Linked DNA regions of Zea mays: region 2 is linked to region 1. Evidence: chromatin contacts called from public Hi-C data. All regions are on one chromosome and are shown on one strand. The core of a region is the stretch at or near the end of the contact, and the rest is flanking DNA. Distances in the headings are between cores, read along the strand shown. Region 1 has its middle 61 kb from the start of LOC100216872. Region 2 has its middle 10 kb from the start of LOC103626916.

Region 1 (5,570 bases), core at 1,437-3,936:
GTGAAAATCTATATCTTAACCTGATCGATAATATGTGGCCTATTACTTCTTCCATTTTCTTATATCAATAAAATTATACTTAAATCACTACTAACAATATTGTTCCATATGCTAAACTGAAGTTAATTATAAACGTTTCTAGTATTTAAATCAGCAAGTTAGTGAATCGTGACATTATTTATTTTCGAGATATAAGATAATACTCATATCCAAAATATTCTTGCACGATCTAGTTCACAATTAAGTGTATACATCAGGGTCTCTTTAATAGTTTCTGAACTGAAAAATATCTAAACTAAATTTACGCAAATCCAGGGGCTAAAACATAAAATAGTCATCTTCTACCTTGGGCTAGAGCTTGTGCACAGGGGAGAGCTCGGCGAGCACTGTCACACTCGGGTTTTAGGGACCCAGGCGTAGAACACAATCACCAGGTGTGCTGGGACCAAGTCTCACACATATGATGAATCATGGTACAGAAACGAATGTCAAAACTTTACTATATAATAGGAGTTCTATACAAAATAAATAAATAATTACAACATAAGGAGACAACGATCCAGCAACCCAAAGTTGACTCGGAGACGACAACCTAGACCTCTCACGAACACATCACAACATCCTCCATGAGCCTCATCATGTGGTACCTGTTCTTGTCCTATGGGGGATGTGAGACAGCAAGGGTGAGCTCACATACGTTCATAGCTCAACAAGTTGTGGGGAATAATGTGCATGAACTCGCCAAAGGTGGGAGCTCATGTGAAGTGTAAGGCTTACCAAGAAGAATGGTTAAAGCTAAGCATTGCTTTTAAATTTGGTCAAAATTTTATTAGCAATTACTAGATGTAAGTAAATACCAAACCATAATAATAATAGAACAAAATTAATAATAAATCCCATGCAATGCAAATGACAAATTGAATTTAGTTCCATAATTTAATCATGCGAGAGTCTTGAGCTGCTCATGACCGCGAGCACGGCTAGTATACCAGTTTTACACTCTGCAGAGGTGGTACCCTGTACCAACAAGTCGTGTATCCCATGTCGCCAGGGTTTGCAAGGCCCTTAGACACTTCCGAGGTGAATGACTATGGATCCACTACGAGGCCTTTACAAAGTTCCACTAGCTTCCAAAAACCCGCTACAGTTTCTAGGAAGAGCAATGTAGGAATCCCTCGTCTGACCGCCATCGCAGCAAAATCAACCTGAGAACCTCCCTACACGCCTACTCCCCTACCGACCTTGCCCCTTTCGGGTAAGGTAGTCTTCCACTAGCTTTCCCAATTAGTCAGCCAAGGGCGTCTCATTCCACCCTTGTAGTGGCACGTGTTTCTCAAGTTAAGCTCCATGTTCCAATTAAAAATAATGATATTGACATGAACATAAACAAAATAAAATTATAATTGGAACATGAAGATAATGTAATATTAAACCCAAAACCTGATAAAGCAATAGTAAAACTATCCAAATAGTTTAGGGGTAAACAAGGTATAAAGATACCCAAACTAGGGTGACCTATTGGGTCCCATCAAAATTAAACTTATGCATGAATAAATGATTATACAGAACATTATTGGGTAATAAAAGTGGTCAAGGGCACAACTTGCCTAGGACTTGAGATTCTAGGTACAAGGATGATCTTCAGATTGTCGTGACCTCACTGCTAGTCGTAGCAATACAAACAAACATGGTATAGGCAATATTAACATAACACCAAACAAAAGAACAAACTGCATAATAATAATGATCTAGAATCAGTGAGATCGGAGTCATGGTTAAGGAGTTATGATTTATGGAAGATCTATCTGGTTTGAATATTAAATTATATTACAAATTTTTTATTATATAGTATATGAGAAAATATATTCAGAATAACTAATCCAACTTTAATCTAGATTATAATTTGATTAGGGATTACCTTTTACCCAGATTATATAGAGAGAGAGATTAACCTGGATTAGTAGAGTTAATCTAGTAGACAAAGGATAAATGAATATCTAACTATAAAAGTATGCGACATGGTATAATTTATGTTGTTACTACATAGTAAATATTTTATACGAAGCTAACGCAACTGGAACGGGTCAATTCGGAGTTAAAATGAGGAAGTTATGAATTTCCGAAGGCTTTATGTATTTGATACAAGATTAATTAAGAGATTAATTTTAATACAATTTTCATGTTAAAATAAAGATACTATGTGATGAACAATATTATTACAAAATTACAAGAACTAGAATAGGCTAAAAAGGAATTATAGTGAATTAGTTATGCATTTTCTAAGGTTTTAGAATTATTTTTATATCAAAAATTCGATTACAGTGTAATTTCATTAATTGTCACCCTGACTGGACCGCGGACACAAATATTACTAAGATCAGGGTTCGGATCATAACTTTCAGGGTTCATCTGCAATTATCTTATTATTACATTGGACCGCGGGTTCGTTTCATGTTTTCCAGGGGGTTCTTTAACAAGTTTCAACTCATGAAACGGTATCCGCGCGCATTGGTCATTGGATAGCAAACAGGCGGTCAGGATTAGCCAGCACCGGCGCCCACCGTCTGACCCTCGGATTCGAAATCAATGTCCTAGATTCAAAAGACCCGAATGGATTCCTATGCTTCGGATCTAAATCGAACGGTGCATGTCATACACCCGAAGGGATACGTTGGCTTCTAATCACGACCGCCCATTGCTAGATCGACGGTCGATGTTCATCCCCCATCTCCGACTGTCCATCCGGTGGCGCCGCTCTGCTCCCCCGCCGGAAACCCGCCGGAGTTCTCCCATCTGGCGAACCAAAGCTCCATACCCCGAGCTATTAGGTGCAACACGATGCCCTCGCTACCCCGAATCAACAAGATGGGCACAAACACTCGATATTTATCCTAGAACGGCTGACCACGACGCGCTACAACTCTATGGTGGCGCCGCCGCAACGACGACCAATTTCCCACAACCAAGTACGAAACCCGCTACCCTTGTCGGTCCTACCTATTGTGTGAATGCAGGCGATGAGCTGGATGGGGCGCTTACCTATGGTGATGAGCCGTGAAGTCGAACTACGGGAAGAGTGGAGCCACGACAATTACTCCGGCAAGCGATTTGGGCGCACACCAGATGGCCTGAGCCACGGAGATGTCGCGCAATCACGCCCTGCCTTTCCCCGATGGTTCCCCGAATTCGGTGAGGTGGGGCAAGTCGAAACTGGCCCACAACGGTGATTCCCCTCGATTCAGTCTCTCTCCCACTCCCCGATCTTCGATAGTTCTGTGTAGGCGGCGGCGAGCAGTAAGCACGAGGGGTTCGTGGGAGGGGGTCCGCTTTTAACACCTGAATGCGCGGAGTTGGTGGGGCGTCCCAGCTAGCGCAGAAGAAGGGCGACGTCCGCCGCGCGACTCGCTCTGTCAGTTACCGCCGCGACGGCCGGGATGACGAGTGGGTCCCAGCCTGCAGTGATGTGAGCGCGCAATGCGGAGACTGACGTGCGGGGCCCAATCGTCACCGCATCAGGGCGCGCGCGAGGCTAGCGCGAGGGCCTGACCTGTCAGCGAGAACAAGCGCGACAACGAAGGAGAAGTTGGGTCGCGCGGTGGGGCTTAGTGGGCCGAGGCCAGATTCGGCCCAAGCACAGGCACATGTTTTTCTTTTATTTTTTTTCTATTTCTAATTTCCTCATTTCAAATTCAAGTTTAAATTCATGGTTCAAATTCCAATCTGAATCACAAGTAAAGTACTGGCATGAAGAATTAAAATTATTTATATAAATTTTTCTTTGTAATGCATTTTCCATTTTTTTGTTCATTCTCTTTCTTATTTCTCCTTCCCATTTATTTTTCTATTTCCATTTTCAAATTCTAATTTCCTAATTTAAACTTGTCTCACAATTTGAATACAAATACAAAAATGTAAGAACTTCATCACGAGGTGCATATTTCTGTATTTATTTATTTTGTTATTTAGCCAGTTTAATTCCATTTAATTGAGCATTCGAAAACAAAAGCAACCAAATAATATCCAAAGATTCCATAATTCCAGAGCCCCTACTTATAAGTTTATTTATTTTTATTATTTTCCCTTCTACCAATTTTGGGCTTTACAAGCAGGGAGCAGGGAGCAGGGCATGGCGGTCTCGGCGGGCAGGGGACGGGCACGACGAGGGGCGCGGACGACAAGGCTCCGGCGCGGCGGCGGCTAGCTTCGGCGAGGTCCGAGCATGGCGAGTGCGAGCGAGGGAGAGAGAGCGCGAGGAGGGAGGGAGAGAGCACAAGCAGGGGAGAGAGGGGCTCAGCGTCGGTTTTTATAGGGAGGAAGAGGGAGAGGGAGAGGCGTCGAGGGGAGGAACGACCGGCGACTTCAATCACCATTGATGGCGCCGATTAATGGGAGAGTTAGTGGGGGAGGAAGAGGAGAAGAAAACGGGCGACCGGCGGCGTCCATAACTCAGAGAAACGGTCCGCGGGGAGGCGAGGGGATCGGACCGGCTCGGCCAGGGGCGCGACACCAGGCGCGTCGGCGACGCGAGTCGCACACTAGGCGGCGGCGGCACACTGAGAGGAGGAAGAAGCCACGGGGCCAGGGTCGGGCCCACACGTAAGAGAGAGAGGGGAGGGGTGGAGCGCGGCTGGCCAGTTGGGCCCTGGTGGGCCGAATTCGGCTAGGGTTTGGCTGTTTTGTTTTTTTCTTTTATCCCCATTTTCCAAAAAAATATAAATCAATATATTTTGAAATATTTCTAAAAATTTTATAATAATTATACCAAAATTATTTATAACTAAAATACTTATTTTCAACCCAAGTTTCTATATTAATTAATTAGGCTTTCGATGTAAAAGAAATTCCACAAATACAATTATCAATCCAATATGAGCAAATAAAAATTATTCTAAAGGTAAATAAAATCAAACACTTGAAAGAAAAATTCTTTAATATTATTAACACTAATATTCTAAATATATTATTTTAGTTGATGGTTTTTTTGAGGTGTTACAGTAACCTAGAAGTTGCAGCTCTAAGATCAATTACCGGTCTACTTCAAATTAGGGTAGGTGGTAAGATGATCAAACACCAAAAAGCAAATGGAAGTTAGTGTGGGAAGAATAGGGCGATGAAAATTCTGAGCATAGGCCGACGAATGACCACGATGGTCCACTAAGGAGACACTGACCTGAGACAAAGGGACCAAGTGGTGAACCAAACCAATAGTGTGAGAAACTGGAGCGATCGATGGATGATCCCACCAAGAATTTCTAGCTGGAGGACCAATAGGGATTGAGTTTAGTGGAGTAAGAATGTTGTTCTTGACAACATCAACAAAAGAGCAAGTAGAAATTTTCTGAGGAACCAAACTCCATGGCGAGGCCTCCTCATGATGAAAAGCAGAGAACTCGTGTTGCCATAAAGGGCCACCCAAGCTCCAAAGGTGAAAGAAAACCTTAAACTCCTTACAATCAAACCAACGAGGCCAATAGATAGAGAACCCCACCGACCAAGAAGTGACAATGAAGTGAAAATCCTATCAGAGATCTAAACCACCTTGAAATTCAGAGTTGAGCCACCAATGGCCG
Region 2 (5,570 bases), core at 1,369-3,868, 430 kb after region 1:
AGGGGCATATCGGAATAAGCCAACTATGAATCCCAATCGAACAGGGAAGTCAACTCCTGGAAGACATCCACAACGGGACCCGCGGACACCATGCTGCCCTGAGGAGCATCATGGGGAACGCTTTCTGGCAGGGCTTCTACTAGCCTACCACGGTATCGATCGCACACGATGTGGTGAGAACCTACAAAGGATGCCAGTACTATGTGCTACTGACGCATCTACCCACGCAGGCGCTCCAAACCATCCCCATCACCTGGTCATTCACCGTCTGGGGACACGATCTGGTCGAACCTCTTAGAAAGGCATCCGGGGGCTACACGCATGTCCTAGTCATGATTGATAAGTTCACTAAGTGGATCAAGGCATGGCCTATCATGAGGATCACCTCTGAGCAAGCCATAAAGTTCATCACCAAGACTATCCACTGCTTCGGGGTACCAACCTCGATCAAAATGGACAATGGTACACAGTTCACCAGGAACAAGTTCCTAGAGTTCTGCGATGAACAATACCACATCCACATAGATTGGGCCATTGTGGCCCACCTTCATGCAAATAGAGAGGTCAAGCGAGCTAACGAGATGATCATGCATGGCCTCAAGTCTCGAATTTTCAACCATCTCAAGAAACATGGCCAGCGGTGGCTACATGTGCTAACCACAGTCCTCTAGAGCTTAAGAACGACCCCGAACCGATCAATCGGATACACACCGTACTTTTATGGCCTAAGGAGTTGTCACACCCGGATTTAGGAGGCCAAACCCGGGTGCGAATCAAATGTGTGCTAGGATCAAGTCTCACACATATGATGACTCATGCTACAGAAACGAATGTCACATCTTTAATATATAAATGAGTTCTGTACAAAATAGTTAAGAAATTACATCATACGAAGACAACGATCCAGCAACCAAAGTTGATTGGGAGACGACGGCCTAGACCACTCACGAACTCATCACAGCATACTTCATGCACCTCATCTTGTGGTACCTATTCTTGACCTAGGGGGATGTGAGTACAACAAGGGTGAGCTCACATAGGTTCATCGCTAAACAAGTTGTGGAGCATAATGTGCATGAACTCACCAAAGGTGGGAGCTCATGTGAAGTGTAAGGCTTACCAAAGGAGATGGCTAAAGCTGAGCATTGGTTGTAAAGTTGATCAAAATTTTATTAGCAGTTACTAGGTATAAGTAGATACCAACACAATTAAATAAGAGATCACAATTGATAATAACACCCACAATGCAATGCAAATGACAAATTAAGTTTAATTCCATAAATTAATCATGTGAGTGTCCGAGCCGCTCATAACCGTGAGCACGACTGATATACCAGTTTTACACTATGCAGAGGTTGTGCATCTTTACCCACAAGTCATGTTACCCATTTGCCACAGGGTTGTGCGGACCCCATACACCTCTACCGAGGAAGCGAGGCAGGGTAGCACTACGAGGCCTTTCCAAAGTTCCAGTAGTTCGAGAATACCCACTACGCTTTAGGAAGAAGGAAGCATAGGAATCCCTCGTCCGAACTGCCATCGCAACAGTTCGACCCAAGAACCTCCCTATACCCTACAGCGACGCTTCCCCGCTTGCCCCTTTTGGGTAAGGTAATCTCTCTCTACCTTTTCTAATTACTTGGCCAAGAGCGTCCCATTCCACCCTTGTGGTAGAACTGTTTTCCTGGGTGGTTCTCCATGCTCCAATTAACATGATGATCTTATCATGAACAATAATTAAAACAACATCATAACTAGAACATGATCATAATATAACATTAATTTTCCAAAATCAGGTAGAGCAATAGCAAATCTACCCAATAGATCATATGTTTGCAAGGTGGGGGATAAAACAATGCTAGGGAAACCTATTAGGTCCCATCAAATTAATCTGAGCATGTCATAGTGATTAATAGGAACATTATTAGGTAAAGAAGAGTGATCAAGGGCACAACTTGCCTTAGACTCGAGATTCCCAGATACTTCTCCCAATTAATCTTCAAGCGACTCGTAACCTCACTCCTACTCGTAGAAATACAAACAAATAGACAAGAATTACTTAAAAATAACAGTACACCAAACATGAGAACAAACAGTGTAAGAATATTCTACGTGCTGCTACGAGGTCGTAGGTTCAAGAACCACTAAACTCAGAGTTACGGTTATGAAGTTATGATTTTCTGAAGTTTTAAGTGTTAGATATAAAATAATTTAAGTGCATAATTTTAACCATAGGTTTCATGATAAAATAAGGTTGCTAGATGAAGAATAATATTAATATGAGTTTACTGGAATGGATAAAAAGAAGTTAAAATGAATTAATTATGAATTAAACAAGATTCTAGAATTATTTCTATACTTGAAATCATTTTCTAAATTGATTTATTCAATTTATTTACTCACTGGGCCGTGGGCATAAATTCTCGAGACCCCAGGGGCTAGATTGTGAATTCCAGAGACCTATTCTAAATCCCCCACACTATCACTAGGATGGCAGGTTAAATACGAAAAAGAGCAGGGGCTTTTATGCAAATTGCCACTACGAAGGGGTATGCTTGAATGGTGGCCGCTGGATCAATCACAACGGTCAAGATTAGATCCCCGCCAATACGATGTATAGGCAGTTGGATCATGATCCTATGCTCATGATTAAAAGGAGGCGACATGGATTAATGGCCAACGGATCCGAGATCAACGCTGATGGTCAAATGTGGCGACGAGTGCAAGCCATGCTTTAATCTCTACTGCACATCACACCACCAACGACCCCATCTCCTCCCTTTATCTCGACGGGTTGACGGCGACATCGTGATGGCCGACGAGCGCAGAGGAGTTGGCACCGCCAGTGCGCATAGAAGGTGAGAACGAGACCGGCGACCACGGGTGACAGCGAGCTGCCCCACGGTGGGGAAGAACGTAGGGCACGACCGGTGCTAGAGCAGGGCAGTCGCTGCGTTAAGCAAGGATAGGGCACCGGCGCGGTGAATCTCAGACTTCTGGGTCGGAGACGGCGATGCCCAGGACTTAGGCACGGCATCCAGTGGGGGAAGGACGAGGTGAGGCAAAGCGGCTGCTGCAAGACGCACGGTGGGCACGGAGGCAAGCGTCCAAGTGCGACGTGGGAAGGAATCCAGGGCACCATGAGGGAGGTCAGATGAGCTTGACGACAGATCTCACCAGCTCCCCACGGTGATTCGGGCGGCCCATATAGGGAGCAGGGAAGTCCGAGCGGGGGATAAGCGGAAGGTCGCGAGTTCGTTAAGATTTCCAGGGTGTTTGTTATGGGGAGGTCGGCGACCCCCGACTATGTCGCAACAACTGATCCCGGTTTGGACGAAAGGTAGGGGATGATCCTGATGGTGAGGGCCCACAGGTAAGTGACCTGGAGCGAGGGGATAAACCTAACCTACGGGGTCCACATGCCAGTGGCAACCAGGTGGGCGGGTGACGACTCTGAGTGGGCCGGTGCGGGAGTGGAAGAGAAGAGTAATTGGGTTGGCTAGGGAATTAGGCCCAAACGCTGTTTTCCTTTCCCTCTTATCTTTTCTTTTCTGGTTTCCATTTTCTTTTCTCTATTTCATTTTATTTTCAAGTTTCAATTTCAGAATTCTAATTTTAATTTTTGCACCCAATATGCAACACTCCAAAATATCCGGCATGGAAATGCAAGTCACTTTTATTTGTTATTTATTACTTTATCCCTTTATGTATATAATTCTAGATATACACGTTATATATATATATATATATATATATATATATATATATATATATATATAATATGTAGTTCACATAAAATGAATTAGCCACTTTATCCCTCTAAGAAAAGAAAAAATAGTTTAACTATACAAAGTTTTATATTTACCCTTTTTTATTCACATTAGAGATGATGACTTTGAAAAGAAAAGAAAATCTTTATTAAAAGTTATTTGGACCCAACTATATTTTGGAGGGGTTTTCTTAAATCCCTTAATCAAATTTGGTGGTGTTACAAATTCTACCCCCCTTAAAAATAATCTCCTCCTCGAGATTAATAGAAAAGGGAGGCAGGTTGGCTTCTAGTTCTCCAAATGAGATCAAAGTTAGAAAAATTCTTTCTAATTGAACAGGTGGTTATAAAAGTCATGGGGATCTTTTATGTTTGGCTATTTAGGCAGAAGTAGAGAAGGTTGAGGTTAAGTAAGGCTAAGGCAAGAAAAAGATTTCATCCGAAGTATTTTAAATGTTGATTCATCTTGAGGTCTGCTTTGACTTTTATATCCCTCCTTGACGAGGTTGATCTATTACTTCCCTAGTCCTGGGTGTTGCTATTTGTGTGAGGGGTCTTTGGTTTTGGTGTCGCCATCTGATTTAGGGACATATAGTTAAGATAGATTTGCAGGTAACCCAAATAGCTTAGTAGGTAGAGTAGCTATGAGTTAAATGAGATTACTCAGAATCTGGTTTGGTTGTTTGCTTCTATATTGGTTGGATAGGTTATGTAACCTATTATGTAGGTCAATTTGTTGTGTATGGCCGAGTTGATCTAAGTCACCAATTTAGGTTAAAACATTTTTATAGGGGTAGAGTCTAATCTATTTCACTAGTATTAACTAACGTGTTTAAGTAACCCACATTAGATTTGATTATATTAGATTAGATAGGATCTAGATTAGATCGACATGACTAGCTTAGACTAGATAGGATTAACTAATTTTGAAATAGATCATGATTTTTACGTTATGATGAGATAAGCAAAGTGGTTGGGATAAGATGGAATCTTTTAAGATGAAATGAATCTATTAAGCTAGATATATTTAAATGGGGAATAATCTAGGTTAGCTAGTTATCTTATAACATATTTTTTGGTTCCTCTATGTATATACAGATGCAATTGTGGACATTACTCCACAACTGATCACACTCAATCAAAGAACTGAATCAAACAATTATCATAAAAACAAACATTCAAGCGTATAGATACTCACAAAAATAATTTTTGTTTTTGTTCCTAAGATTAGGTCTCCTATTCCTAAAGGTCACTTTAGGTACATGATTTCAAAGTGTGAAATCCACTTTTGTCTTTAGAAGTGAAAAGGTAAGAATAATCAGAGTAAAGCAGCAATAGATGAGAAAAGATTAAGAAAAGTTTAGAAAGAATCAGAGTAGCAAGGTAGGTAGGTAATGGTTGTCCAGTTCTATCTAGGTTTCGTCCTACAATCAACATTCCTCTGATACCACTTCTGTTACACCCGGATTTAGGGGTCCAAACTCGGGCGCCAATCAAATATGTGCTAGGATCAAGTCTCACACATATGATGACTCATGATATAGAAATGAATGCCACATCTTTAATATATAACGGAGTTCTATACAAAATAGTTAAATAATTACATCATACGAAGACAATGATCCAGCAACCAAAGTTGACTGGGAGACGACGACCTAGATCACTCACGAACTCATCACTGCATCCTTCATGTGCCTGATCCTATGGTACCTGTTCTTTACTTAGGGGGGATGTGAGTACAGCAGGGGTGAGCTTAGATAAGTTCATCACCCAACAAGTTGTGGGGAATAATGTGCATGAA

The links. A called contact is a pair of places that touch in the nucleus more often than the background predicts.
Region 2: a contact with region 1 is called in a Hi-C map of bundle sheath, with 3 times the contacts expected there. The contact joins two enhancer-like sites. A contact is called at or near these places in 2 of 25 Hi-C or Micro-C datasets (bundle sheath and endosperm).

The regions. Positions count from the first base shown.
Region 1 is chr5:136,130,670-136,136,239 of Zm-B73-REFERENCE-NAM-5.0, forward strand. No RefSeq gene overlaps it. Among protein-coding and RNA genes, the nearest start is that of LOC100216872, 61 kb to the left of the region's middle. Within about 2 kb of position 2,687, at least 17 of the 20 cell types and tissues checked have an H3K27ac peak or open chromatin away from gene starts, as enhancers often do. A contact at or near this core is called in bundle sheath, where this site is marked.
Region 2 is chr5:136,563,968-136,569,537 of Zm-B73-REFERENCE-NAM-5.0, forward strand. No RefSeq gene overlaps it. Among protein-coding and RNA genes, the nearest start is that of LOC103626916, 10 kb to the right of the region's middle. Within about 2 kb of position 2,619, at least 18 of the 20 cell types and tissues checked have an H3K27ac peak or open chromatin away from gene starts, as enhancers often do. A contact at or near this core is called in bundle sheath, where this site is marked.